Linked DNA regions of Mus musculus: regions 2, 3, 4 and 5 are each linked to region 1. A link is a contact called in public HiChIP or PLAC-seq and promoter capture Hi-C data. All regions are on one chromosome and are shown on one strand. Each heading gives the region's core, a stretch centred on a gene start, on an enhancer-like site or on the middle of the called end of the contact. The rest is flanking DNA. Distances are from core to core; before and after follow the strand shown. Region 1 holds the start of Cdkal1 (CDK5 regulatory subunit associated protein 1-like 1). Region 2 overlaps 2610307P16Rik (RIKEN cDNA 2610307P16 gene). Region 3 holds the start of 2610307P16Rik (RIKEN cDNA 2610307P16 gene). Region 4 has its middle 9.5 kb from the start of Gm46406. Region 5 has its middle 190 kb from the start of A330102I10Rik.

The links. Promoter capture Hi-C pulls out the DNA fragments that hold promoters and counts their contacts. HiChIP or PLAC-seq counts read pairs in DNA pulled down with a chosen protein or histone mark.
Region 2: a contact with region 1 is called in a promoter capture Hi-C map of liver, with 2.4 times the contacts expected there. The contact joins the enhancer-like site here to the promoter of Cdkal1 in region 1. A contact is called at or near these places in 2 of 39 promoter capture datasets (liver and pre-B cells), 1 of 15 datasets of contacts at CTCF or cohesin (the NIH/3T3 cell line), 2 of 484 Hi-C or Micro-C datasets (common lymphoid progenitors and myocytes), 1 of 115 datasets of contacts at active chromatin or transcription factors (bone marrow-derived macrophages) and 1 of 9 other capture datasets (adipose tissue).
Region 3: a contact with region 1 is called in a promoter capture Hi-C map of pre-B cells, with 6 times the contacts expected there. The contact joins the promoter of 2610307P16Rik here to the promoter of Cdkal1 in region 1. A contact is called at or near these places in 3 of 39 promoter capture datasets (cranial neural crest, hippocampal neurons and pre-B cells), 1 of 15 datasets of contacts at CTCF or cohesin (the NIH/3T3 cell line), 2 of 484 Hi-C or Micro-C datasets (myocytes and pre-B cells), 8 of 115 datasets of contacts at active chromatin or transcription factors (bone marrow-derived macrophages, craniofacial prominence, embryonic forebrain and 4 more) and 1 of 9 other capture datasets (embryonic stem cells).
Region 4: a contact with region 1 is called in an H3K4me3 HiChIP or PLAC-seq map of embryonic basal ganglia, with 5 times the contacts expected there. The contact joins the enhancer-like site here to the promoter of Cdkal1 in region 1. A contact is called at or near these places in 5 of 39 promoter capture datasets (the HPC-7 cell line, cranial neural crest, hematopoietic stem and progenitor cells and 2 more), 1 of 484 Hi-C or Micro-C datasets (bone marrow-derived macrophages), 10 of 115 datasets of contacts at active chromatin or transcription factors (bone marrow-derived macrophages, craniofacial prominence, embryonic basal ganglia and 7 more) and 1 of 9 other capture datasets (pancreatic islet).
Region 5: an H3K4me3 HiChIP or PLAC-seq map of embryonic stem cells shows a contact between it and region 1, with 4 times the contacts expected there. The contact joins the enhancer-like site here to the promoter of Cdkal1 in region 1. A contact is called at or near these places in 5 of 39 promoter capture datasets (the 3T3-L1 cell line, liver, pre-B cells and 1 more), 3 of 115 datasets of contacts at active chromatin or transcription factors (bone marrow-derived macrophages, embryonic stem cells and stem cell-derived neural progenitor cells) and 3 of 9 other capture datasets (adipose tissue, liver and pancreatic islet).

Annotation. Positions count from the first base shown.
Region 1 is chr13:29,854,410-29,856,939 of GRCm38.p6, forward strand. Cdkal1 (CDK5 regulatory subunit associated protein 1-like 1) reads right to left here and starts at 1,264. Exons shown (of 16, transcript NM_144536.3): 1 at 1,154-1,264; 2 at 489-532.
Region 2 is chr13:28,859,526-28,862,055 of GRCm38.p6, forward strand. All of the region lies in intron 2 of 2610307P16Rik (RIKEN cDNA 2610307P16 gene), which reads right to left. Among named protein-coding and RNA genes, the nearest start is that of 2610307P16Rik, 25 kb to the right of the region's middle. Within about 2 kb of position 1,261, at least 19 of the 459 cell types and tissues checked have an H3K27ac peak or open chromatin away from gene starts, as enhancers often do. A contact at or near this core is called in liver, where this site is marked.
Region 3 is chr13:28,884,159-28,886,688 of GRCm38.p6, forward strand. 2610307P16Rik (RIKEN cDNA 2610307P16 gene) reads right to left here and starts at 1,264. Exons shown (of 8, transcript NR_045054.1): 1 at 986-1,264.
Region 4 is chr13:28,934,618-28,937,147 of GRCm38.p6, forward strand. No RefSeq gene overlaps it. Among named protein-coding and RNA genes, the nearest start is that of Gm46406, 9.5 kb to the right of the region's middle. Within about 2 kb of position 1,259, at least 3 of the 459 cell types and tissues checked have an H3K27ac peak or open chromatin away from gene starts, as enhancers often do. A contact at or near this core is called in embryonic basal ganglia, where this site is marked.
Region 5 is chr13:29,209,617-29,212,146 of GRCm38.p6, forward strand. It overlaps a transcript of Cdkal1 not described here. Among named protein-coding and RNA genes, the nearest start is that of A330102I10Rik, 190 kb to the left of the region's middle. Within about 2 kb of position 1,270, at least 115 of the 459 cell types and tissues checked have an H3K27ac peak or open chromatin away from gene starts, as enhancers often do. A contact at or near this core is called in embryonic stem cells, pancreatic islet and stem cell-derived epiblast-like cells, where this site is marked.

The DNA.
Region 1 (2,530 bases), core at 14-2,513:
AATGCCATATTTGGGCTGCAGAAATGGCTCAGAGTTAAGAGCACTGATTGCTCTTCCAGAGGACCAGGGTTCAATTCCCAGCAACCACATGGCAGCTCTTACCTGTCTGTAATTCCAGGATCTGATAACCTCACAAAGACATACATGCAGGCAAAATCCCAGTGCACATAAAATTATAAATACATATTTTAAAAAAAGAAAGAAAGTCATATTTAACAGCCAGGTAGAGAAGTAGGATATAACAGGGACTAAGCAACAGCCAAACAAGAAAACAGATGTGCCACAAATGGGAAAGAGAGCATGTCTCGCTTCTTAATGAAAATGAAAAACTAAGGAAGAGATACAAAAATGTCTCTCCGATGAAGTTATAGGGAAATCTAGTTTTCACAAAATGATACTGGCTAATTACTAAAAACTTAAGACATCTTTCTTCATATTCTAATGCAGAACTAATTACTCAAATATTAGAAACTAAAATAAACCAATACCTTGATTTTCTGAAATTGGTCTCAAGTCCTCTTGAAAGATGAATCTGAAAAATTAAAATTAATTAGAAAATGCGAGTACCCTATAAGTTCATAAAACCAGTGTATGACCTCTTTACAACTTCCTTAAAAAAAAAAAAAAAAAAAAAAAAAGGATGCATCTAGCCACTTTTTAAACTGCTACCCTGCACTGTAACACCTGAGCACAATGAAAATCACCAAGTAAGAAACAAGTGATCCCTTATGACACAGGAAAGTTTTCTAAGCAAGGGAGCAAAGAAAAGAGGGGAAGGGGGCGCAAAAACACAAGCGACCTCTGCCCCTATGCCCAACTTCAGTGCAAAACACTCATCTCCTGAAGCCCTGATCGCGTAGCACAAGTACATTCACGGGTAAAGCGAGAGGGGAAATGAGGCTAGAGCAGAATGGAAGTCCCTGACGTCGCCAGCCAGCAGTGTCTGCCGCCACGCCGGCCTCTCTCCAGGCAGCGCTCCAGAGTCCGACTCTCCACGCCAGCCGCCAAGTCTTTTCCAAACTGCGAGAACAAGCGGGCGATCGGCCCAAAGGAGAAAACCTGCGGAAACGAAGCTCCGCCCAAAATGCAGCTCGGCCCACGGTCGCTGAGCACTGATCCATTTGCCCCAGTATACACAGATCCAGAACTTCACCTGTCCGAACTGAGAGGAAAAAAACCACAAGCCCCTGCCAGGAAACTGCACAGACTTCAGATGGAGAGCGCCATGACACTTGTGTCCCGCCGGGCTGATTTGCGCATGCTCCGCGACGGTAGACCGGAGAGGTCAAAACAGATCGTTGTTTCAAGTTTGCGTTTGTTTTTATCTATAATTATTACCACATTCTTCTACAAACAAAGGTGAAAATACACTCCTACCTCATTATGTTAGCTTATCAACTAACTTCTGCTAAGTTATAACCTTATAACTTGTCCTGCACAGTTAAGAGATTAACATAAACATCTTGCCATTTATTATTACTACTCATTATTCACAAAAAGGGACTGGAGACTTTAAATACTTACCAGAATAATTACCTCCGGAGTAAATCATTTTCATTACATTCATTACATTTTATCAGTTCCCTCCTCTATCTATCTATCTATCTATCTATCTATCTATCTATCATCTCTATCTCTTTTGAGACAGCATCTCTCTATAAAACCTTAATTGCACAGTCACTCATTATATGGAATGAACTGGCCTCGAACTCACAGATCGACCTGCCTTTACCTCCAGATCTCTAGGATTAAAAGCATGCTCCACCATGCCCAACTAATTTCCTTCTCTTCTATAGAGAAGAATAACTAAAATAATAGTTGTTCTATCGAATAACAGAAGTCAATTAACACCAAACTCGTGCCCACATCTACCTCCTACTGCTGGGATTACGGTTGTGGCCCACTGCAGTAGGCTTATATTTCTGCTTCTGCAGAGACAATTCAGCCGAGGTAGTCAGGTTTCATTTAATAATTCCATAAGAATACATAAGAAGAAACCTTTATACTTTCTTTGTCAGTAATGCATAACTTTATATTTAAAAAGCAAAAAGAAAGGAATGATGTGAAAAATATGGAACAAAATCTTTATGTTTTCAAAGGGATGAAGATTTTTGTTGAAGGATGAGTGGTTTAGCAGTCTGTGTATTGGGACCCAGGGACTTCTGCATGCTAAGCAAGCACTGTACCACTAAGCTGCATCTCCTGACCCTAGGTTTGTTGTTGTTGTTTGTTTTCTTGCTTTTGTCTCCATAGTGAAAACTGAATGGGAAAATGTTAGCAATAATAAAACCAATGGACAAAGGAATAATAAATCCAGAAATTACAAAAAATTAAAAACAGATTTAGTTTATAACTTTAGCAATTATCGGTTGTACTATTGAATTTAAACCAATCAATAACTTTTCATGAGACACAATGTGTGTGAGTTTAATTCGCTCTTTAAAAAGTGCATATGAATTGTTTGTGCAGAGATTGCATGGACATAATAGCGACAGTCTTAAGACAGATAAGTCTATTTCTTAGGCGAATG
Region 2 (2,530 bases), core at 11-2,510, 990 kb before region 1:
GAAGATAGAGAATTGCCTTCCAGCAGAGAGAGAGAGAGAGAGAGAGAGAGAGAGAGAGAGAGAGAGAGAGAGAGAGAATGAATCAGAGGGGGTGGGTAGGTGCCATAAACATGGGGGTGGGCATGCTAGAATATCAAGTCATTCAATAGGAACATTAAGTCCTCAGCTCATCTTCAGTAGTGGCATCTAGTCCCATAGCAGGGCCACAGTCTTGCCGCACTATGACTTCCTGGGCCTCCTGGTACAGAAAATGCAGTACGTGCTTCTAACATACACGCCAACCTATGCATCATAAAGAATGAATTCACTGCGGCAGATCCAACAGAAATAATTCCCAATAATTTGTCAGAATTAACCTTTTGGTAAAACATAAATTTGTCTAAGTTTAAAGCACTTGGAAGGGGCGCAGGGGTCCACTGGTATTATCCAGATGCTGCGTCAGCAAGTTGACAGTAGCGAAAAAAGACCAGTGCTGAACACAGCGACTGCCCTGTTCACTCCATCTTCAGCACCATAAACAGAAGCTGCCAGTTCAGCACAGGCAGGCAGTGATTCACCGGCAAGTACCCCTTCCATGGTTAGTCCTAGAAATGTCAAATCGTGTAATTAACAACAGACCCTAACAAGTTTGCAGTCAGGTCTATAGTAACAAATGAGGAGTTTCAGGCCAGCCTTTTCAAGTGTTCTCAGGCTTACGATTCTTAGTATTCAGTAGCCACCATCCCATAGAACACAGAAGAATCCCAGTCCCCACGGGGAGATTTCTGTGTTGGAAGCAATTACTGCACACTCGATTTCCTCCAAACGTTGGCCAAGAGCCTGCACCCTTATTGTTCTTTCCTGAAAGAAGGGAATCTGGCTAAAATCAGCACTTTCTTCTAGACATTTCAATAGTCATCACTATTCAAGATCTTTTTTAACATTAAGTTTTTATGACCAAATACAAAACAAAACTAACCCAAAGAAAGGCCAGTGAGTTTGCTTAGTGGTAAAGACATTTTGCTGAGTTAGATCCTTAGGCCCACATGGTGGAAGGAGAGAACAAATTCCCAAAAATTGTCTTCTAATCTCTACAGACAGGCTCCAACACTAGCACCTATGCAGAGTGACACAAAACCACAAAATACATAAACGAACTAGCTAGTAAAGAAGTATAACTTTTAATTTTTTTTTTTTTAAGTAGATAAGGTAGGCTTGATGGCACATACCCTTAAGTCCAATACTGGGGAAGAAGTAGCAGGCAGATCTCTTATGAGTTCAAGGCCAGCCTTATCGTCATAGGAAGCCCAGGTCAGCCAGGGACACATTAAGAAATCTGGTCTCACAAAAAGTTAATAATTAATTGCAAAGTAAAAACTTTTAAAATCTGGGATTTTCCTGATAACAATAAGAAAAAAATTTTGTGGCAACATTTCCATGAGTCCAGAAAAACCTGAAAAATCTATGTAGTTTTCACAATTTTATTATTTTACAAAATAATTTTATTATATTATAAAAACTTTAACATGGATTAGAATGCTCAATATTTATAGAATAGTCAGCATTTTTTTGTTGTTGTTGTTCTTGTTTTGCTTTTGTTTGCGGGAGAGGGCTGTTTGTATTGGTTTGGTTTGGTTTTAGTTTTTTGAGATAGGGTTCCTCTATGTAGCCCTGACTGTTGTGGAACATGCTACATAGACAAGGCTGGCCTCAGACTTACAGAGATCCACCTGACCCTGCCTCCCAGGTGCAGGGTTTAAAAGACATGCAGCACCACTGCCTGGTGAATAGTCAACATTTGTATGAAAAATACTTGAAAATATAGATCCCTGGTCAATCCAAAGACCAAAGTAGTTGAATCGAGCCTTTCCAAGACATTTCAGCCTGATTATTCTGAAACATTTCATAAAATGGATTTAAATTTCCCTTGGATATCTCACCCAAATCAGAAAAGCAAATATATTAATTTCCCTTGGCATGACTGTAGCCATCTTGAATCACAACCCTTTGACTGTCCTTGAGATTTTCCTCCACACTTTCTCAGCAAACTAGGTTTAAGGGTGAAGTTAGCAAGACTCATCTCTAGCCCTTGCAGATGCAACTCACTCCTTGGCAAGTCACTCAGCTTCCACAGGACCAGCTACCCTTGCTTGTCACAAGCCACACACTTCCGAGATGAAACCACCTTACAATGTCAACCAATATTGACATCTACTGAACTGTTTGACAACCATTAGCCTAGCCAATACAAGTGAATAGCCAACTCTTCCTTCATTTCTAGGTAGACACTTAAAAATCTGTGCTAAATGCATCAGCCCACTGCTGTCAGGAACTTCTAATGGAGCTTTACGGACAAGTAAATAGAGCTCATGGCTCAGTAGGCTGATGGCCAGGTCTCTGTATTCACAGTTGTAATTAACAATGGACTACATTAATTGGTTGGATAAATGAAGTCTCTCTAAGCCAAACACTATGGCGATGGTTGTCATCTTCATCATGCAGCCTAAAACAAGAATCTTAAACCTATGCTCAGAAGCCAAAAATAAATAAA
Region 3 (2,530 bases), core at 14-2,513, 970 kb before region 1:
TGCAGAAGCATTCCGAAGTTAGGGGACTTGGGAAACAAAGTTAGGAAGCCGCCCTTCACCGCTATCTGGAGGGAACCTCGCTGCTTCCCCGCTGAACAGAGACGAAAAGCCGCCGCTCTTTTGGGCGGGTGTGGCCGATAGAAACAAAAGGTTAAAACACAAAAGGCGGGGCGGAGGGCTAGGTCAGGGGAGCTCGGCAGGCTCGTGGTTCCCTTCCTATTCAGACTGGCTGAGATAGGCCCGGGGGTCGCCAACACCTAAGAGAGGATGGATCCCGACGAGGACAGCAATAGGTCATTCTGGGTGGGTCATTAAACTGAACCAAACCACGGAGGTGAGGGGAGCGGACTCTTAACTAATGGTCCAGGCCCCATCAGCTTCATCTGCGCAGCTCTTGACAGTCTGGAACCTGTGGCTTCCTCAACTGGACCCCAGCCCCCAAAAACTTCCCGGACTCCTATTAATTTGCTGGAACTCCCTTACCACCCAAACCCTGTCTACATTCTATTGTTGCACGCTTCGTGTCTCCAGAGCGCTCCAGAGACAGTGAAGTTTGAAAACGCGTGAGGAAATGACCCCCACCTCTGCATCTTTCTTTTTTTGTGACCAAAGTCAGAGCTTATGTGTGGGTGAGCCTGATCTAATTCCCATTCTTATCAGAACGTTTTCCTCCAATCTACACACAACCGGGGAAAAGCGAGGCAGTATCCAGTTTGGATGCCCTTCTTCTTAGCCCCTCACCACCCCTAAAGAAGAAGCACAAGAGATGAAGGCGTTTAAAATAAACAAAACAATCTGTGCGAGAGTTTAAAAGAACAAAAGAAAAGGAGAACCGGGAAAAGAGATACAATTAAAAAATAATAATAAAAGACAAGAAACAGAAAGAAACAGTCAAACTTGGCTGCTAGATCTATGACTTTGCCCTCGGAAGGGCTGGGAGCAGGGGGACCTGAGGGAAGCAGGACAAACAGGACAAGTCACTCACCTTCTCCCTCCACTTCGTCGCACTTTGAAGGGACATTGTTTCCATTGTTGCAGCCTGCGAGGCGCTAGGATACTTTTGCGCAGCCTGACAGCGGAGAAAGTCGCGTTGACAAAGTTGCGAGAAAGAGATACTCGGGCGTCCAGGGAGCTGGAGAAGGAGTTCATCAGAGTTTCCCCTTTTGTTCCAAGTCCCAGAGCAGACAAAGAGGCGGAGAGCCGCGGCAGGTTTCTCCCTCTCACCCCTTCCTCCTCTCTCCCTCCCCTCCCTCCCCGCCCCCTCCCTCTCCCCGCATCTCCCGCCCGACTCTAAGCCTTGGTGCGCAGCTCCGGCTGCTCTGTCCCCAAGACCAGCAACTCAGTCCCGACCCTCTCTCCTTCCATCTCCCCGAAAACTTTGCCCAGAAGATGCGGGTCTTGGTCCCTTCTCACACCCTTTGAACACCCAGCTTCCAGTCCGCGCTCTCACGCCCGGGGAAATCTCCAAACTCATTGTTTCCGGGAGATGCACCTCTTTGTTTGCACTTTCCCTGCCAATCAGGGAGAGGAGCGGTTCACTTTGGCAATGAGTTTCTGCCATTTCTCAGCATCCCAAGAGATGTAATATGAAGGAGCCAGTCAACCCTTTAAGGTAAGAGGTACAATCATAGGTAGGGCTCACAGATGCCTCTCCATCCATGACCCTCCATCCTATGTACCCTCTTCCAACCAACAGCCTGGAAGAATTCAAAGAAGTTCTAAGTGATGGAAAAGTCTCTTCTCCCTCCCTCATCAGTGCCCACACAGGACCCTAGGGGAAAACCCTCAAATCTGCATGGCAGAGGCCACTAAGTATCCCACAGGGACCTACACCTTGCCCTTGTAGGTTACCTGTTGCTGCTGGTACTATGCCACTCATGGGGGGTGGGGGGGGGCCTGAACAGAGACCACCGGCTCAAACCTCAGAGAACTTCCTCTTATCTCCAACTATATTAACAAGACTCTCAGGTTAACATGGCTCCTTCCCAAACCTACTGTTCCTTCCTAGTTCCCTTCCTTTCACAGCTACAGGGTCTTCCTCCTTCACTTCTAACTCCCCATCCTCTTCCCTCCCCCACCTTCTGGTCCTGGGCAAGCCAGGTGTCTTCCTTGTCTGGGAGTCTCTCAGTCTTTCTTAGAGCCTTCTGAAAATCATCCATCAGTTCCAGAACTGGGGTCCCCACTTTACACCGCAGCATTCAGCTCTCATCCCAACATGGTTTCCCCCCACCCCAGGAACTCAAAGCTGCACCAATTTCCTTTCTAGATCTCACCAGAATAGAAGAAAAGCAGGAAGGTGGGAGAAGGTAGAGGGACACGCAGCCTTTTATATTCAGTCTTCAGGGCAAAGGGGGTTTAAAAAAAAACACTCAAACATTCCAAAGCAAATATTCAACCTCCTGCTGGTGTCCACGCACCTTATATACTCTTTCTCCAAATCTAGACAGGGAAGACCCAATGAGTTGTTAAATGTGAGGGTAAAGAGATGGGGTGAAAGGGGGCATAGGGAGCTGTATTCCTGGCTAGGATT
Region 4 (2,530 bases), core at 9-2,508, 920 kb before region 1:
CTGCCTGGCAGGCTACTTAGGTGCATGTGCGTCTGTGTATGCCTGTGTTTGTTTGACTTTTTGAGGGAGGATCTTGATAGGTACCCTTGGCTGGCCCAGAACTCCTATGCAGCCCTCAAACTTAGGGCAAACTTCCTGCTTTAGGCTCCTGAGTGCTGGGTGTACTGGTAGGCAAATCGGCCTGTCCAGCTCTGTGGAGAATTAAACTCATGAGTCTAAAGACAGGCTAAGCTGTCACTGAGCTATAACCACATCCCCATGGAATTTGGGGGGTGGGGGTGGTGGCAGCTTCCTTATGTAGCTCTAGCTTGGCTTCTAGCTTGCAATACTTCTGCCTCAGCCTCCCACGTACTGGAATTGTAGGCACATACCACTAACCTCTTGCAATTTTATTTTGTCTTGAGACAGGACCTCACACATCCCAGCCTGCCTTCATACGTAGCTCAGGATGATCATGATTTCCTAGTCCTCCTGCCTTCCCCTCCTGAGTGCTATGGATTACAGACACGCCTTACCATATGCAGTAGCGTGGATCTATAACCCAGGGCTCTGTGTAAGCGCTCTCCAACTGAGCTACATCTTTAGCTCCCATGTAGTAATTTTTTTTAACTCTCAAGATTATTATATTAAAAAAAATGATGAGCAAAACCTTTAAATAAAGGCAGATATATATACAAATTGAGCTTTCTTTTGCCATCACAGCTAGGAGGCACTTGCAGGGAGACTGGTTTCTCCAGGGCCAGATTGGCATGCTAACTGGGTGCTCCTTGTCCTTCATTCCGTTGGGAGGCAGAGACTTAAGGTAGCAGAATACCTCCCCACTTATCTGGTGCTGAGCAGTGAAGAGGGTGTAAACTCAGAAGACCTATTTCATTGAATTGGGCCCATTATTCTTCCCTTTGAAAAGTTAAATTGAGTTCTGTGGTTGGTAACCAAACAGATTTTTACCCCAGTGACAGGATTAGCTTGCCTGAGACATACAGGCTAACAAGAAGCCTCACTCGCAGGGCTAACTCTCAATTTAGGGACTCTCTGAAGCAATTGTGACGGTCAAATAGGCCCCTCTGTGGGGTGTATTCTGCCTTGGATGCAGCATTCTGACAGGCTCTTCTGGGTGTGTAAAAATTTAAATCCTTTATAAACATCAATGATTGGCATAATTGGTGTAATTATAGGTATCTAAAAAGGAGAAAATGTCTGTGTAACAGCTGCCAATGGTTGGTTTCAGGAAACATGCAGTCACTTGTGGAGAGCTCGGCTCAGGGTATAAACACTTGGGTAATATTACTCCCAGAAGGACTAGCTTGAATCAGAGATGGCACAGAGATAGGAGGAAATTTGCCCTCTTCCAAAAACACAGAGCCACGTGTGAACCACAGGGAAGGAAGCACTTGGGGGTTTCTGCACGCATGCAGAGGTGGACACTTCCACAGGCTGCTATGCCCAGGAGACACAAGAGTGGGGATCTTCGGGGTCTTTTATCAGGCTTATTCTGTTTTAATTGTTCCGACAAGTATGAGAACTTCGCTAGTTACAGCAAGGATTGGAAAGCCATTAATAAGCCTCTCTCACATCCGTCTTTCTGCTTCAAGTTGTGGAAGAGACGTGAAATACTTGGGTCTGGGTTTCATTCATAAAATGCTCTAATTCCTTGAGAACTAGCCAGTTCTGTCAAGAAGACCGACTTACACCTGTGTCCCTGGACACTTACTCTTCCAGAGACCATGGATTGGAAAGGGGAGGGGGAGTAACTGGAAGGAGGAATCCACCCTTCAGCAGGTTCCCCAGCAGAATCTCAAGGCCTGTGACCAAAAGGCAGCTTGTTACTGCAGGCTTCTTTGCCCTCTTTCTCAGTATTCTTATTCTACCTTCTTTCCTGTCTTTTCTTCCTTCCTTCCTTTCTCCTTCCCTTCCCTTCCCTTCCCTTCCCTTCCCTTCCCTTCCCTTCCCTTCCCTTCCCTTCCCTTCCCTTCCCTTCCCTTCCCTTCCCTTCCCTTCCCTTCCCTTCCCTCCCCTCCCCTCCCCTCCCCTCCCCTCCCCTCCCCTCCCCTCCCCTCCCCTCCCCTTCCTTTCTCTCTTTCTTTTTCTTTGTCAAACTACCCACACTTCACCAATGAACAGCTTTACATCTCTGTTTCAACTTGAGCCAAATCTAGTTGTCAAGAGAGCAAGGACCATTTATTCAAAATATTTTAATCCTAGTGAAATTATATATTTACCTAAATGGCAGATGTGGGTTTTATTTTGTTTTAAATGGATGGGAACTTTCATGCTATAATGGAGACTCTGACAAAGATAGTGAGTTTGGAGTCATGGATAACTCTGTCCTGTGTGTGTGTGTGTGTGTGTGTGTGTGTGTATTATACATGTATGTACATTCAAGTATGTGTACCTATCTGTATGCAGATGTCTACTTTAGGTGTCTTCCCCCATCACTCTCTACCTGCTCTTTTCATTATCTTTTATATCTCACTATGTAACTCTGGCTATCCTGGAACCTACTGTATAGATGGGGCTAGCCTCAACTCAC
Region 5 (2,530 bases), core at 20-2,519, 640 kb before region 1:
AATGGGTGAAGGTTAGAGGAAGATTAGAGAAGAATGTCGAGCAAAACACATTATATGCATCTATGAAATTCTCAAACAATGACAAACAAGTGCAAAAACAAAAAAGAGCACAAAGAAAAGCTATTCCCCCAACCCTGAAGGTTTATCCAAGTAACTTTGGGGGTTCAGATGTTCAGAAATCAGATTCGGAGAAAATACAATGCCCGAGTATGGTGGCTTCACCTGCTGATCATAGGCAGAGAGGGAGAGAGAAGCAGTCTCCAGCCCTAGACAGACTCACAGCTGAGCTGTAACTCTGAACTCCTGCGGAGAAATCACACCAAGTTTCCACCCTTTGTTCCTTTAGAGGAGGTCTCACTCCCAGGCCCAAGGTGTCCTGGAACTTTCTATGTTGCCTAGGATTGCCTTGAATTTGAAGCCACCCTCCTGCCCTCAGCCTGAAGTGCTGGCACAGAAGGCAGGAGCTACCTCAGCTAGTTGTTTTGCTGCTTGGGCAAAGAATTCGAAGAGCATATAATTAGCAGATGCAGAAACCTTGGCAACATTGTCTACACCTGCAAAGCTGCTATTTGGGACACTGGGTCCCAATAAATACCCAGGGTGGTGGCAGATTTTCTTTTTTCCCTGTGTGAAGAAAGTTAAGCCTTATCTAGGTGGTCCCAGGGAGACCTCGTAGTGTGACCCTTTCTGTTCTTGTTTTCTTCTTGCTGCACGGAGACCCAGGCTTGTGTCCTTTAGGACCTCGTGACTTAAGATAGCTACCATTATAGAATTTGACTTTGCCAGAAGCATTTTCGTCTCAAACAGAAAACAAAAATAGATGCACTTCAAAAATGATCCGAGTGTTGTTGCGCTTCTGATGTCGTGTTTTTCATCTTCCCAGCCGCGGTAAAAAGAAATTCCTGCCATTTGAAATAATCGCCAACTCTCCTGAGAAGCGTTAACAATTAAGCAGCTCTAGTGTGTGTGGCCCAGCCCTCCCTCCGCCTTCCTGGCTAACCTGTGAGCAGCACAGTGAACCAGAGGCGGTAATAGGAGGGCGCTCAGCAGGTAAGGAGAAGGTTCTTTTTCCTCTAAAAGACACCACAGCACAAGCTCGCTTTGATAAGCCCCACCATTTCTCCTCAGCGTGATGTTTCCTTTTGTGCCGGCGAGAGCTCATGTGGGCCCTGACCCCAACTCCCCCCGCCCCCGCGCACATTTAAAACATTAGCAGGAAACAGAAGTCGAAGACATTGCTCCAAAGACAGAAACGTTCTTTGTCAAGTCATTCCTCTTCAGTTTGCTTTGTTCCCGAGAAGGACCGCTGTAACCTGATAACCCCAAGCTCCGAGCACAGAGGCTCCGCCCCTTTCCCAGGCAGCTGCCTGGACAGGTAACTTGGGAGCAGCTGAAGGTCAATGAAGAAGAAATGTCAAGACGCGTGCAAGCTGAAAGAATTCTTCTGCCTTTAAAAGGGGAACGAAACTTATTTTTATCTCTACATCTATAAATAATTATGTGTGTTAGAAGTAATGCTAGGTTTTTTTCTTATGTCAGTGTCAGTGAGCACAAGAAAGGGTTAAATGTATTGGGAGTCGTCAGGTTCCAAGAAAGATCTGAGCAGCCTACAGCAATATATAAAATTTAAATCGAGATGTTAGCTTGTTTCGTCAATTAAAATTAAAATACATATAAAACAAAATATATGCGCACACTTCCCCTGGCCTTTGATTTCTTTCTTTTAAATTTTGAGATGGGGATCTCACTAAGTTGTCCAAGATAGTTTCGAACTTACTCTGGAGTGCAAGCAGACTGGTGATGCTTCTGCCTTGTGGTCTTGAGCAGCTTAGATTACAGACCTCTATCACTAGGCCTCACTCCACAACACATAGCCTTTTTAAAGTGCACAAGTCAATAGTATTAATTATGTCCACATTGCTACGCAACCAGTCTCTATACTAATTCTGTCTTCTTCTTCTTTCTTCTTCTTCTTCTTCTTCTTCTTCTTCTTCTTCTTCTTCTTCTTCTTCTTCTTCTTCTTCTTCTCCTTCTCCTTCTCCTTCTCCTTCTCCTTCTCCTTCTCCTTCTCCTTCTCCTTCTCCTTCTCCTTCTCCTTCTCCTCCCTCTCCTTTCCCTCCTCCTCCTTCTTCTAATTTTTCTTTGTCTTCATCTTGCCACACCCCTTTGTGTGTGTATGTGTGTAGCTTTTTCACATGTATTCTGAGAATGAAACTCAAGCTTGTAAGATAAGCACTTTACTGACTGAGCCATCTCCCTAACAAAAACAAACTCAATATCCATGAAACAGCTTACTGCTAACAAGTTTTTATTCATAACAAGTTTGTGTATTAACTATTGAAATTAATTACACTAAATAAAGACTAAGTCTGGCATGTAACCCCATCAATAAGGAGGAGAGATAGGAGGCTTGTTATGAATCCAAGACCAGCATGGGCAAGATAGCAAGACCCTATCTAAAAGGAGAAAAACAAAGAACAAACAAAATTGAATCAAAGTATCATGATCGTAGCTAGTCTTTAATTTTTTT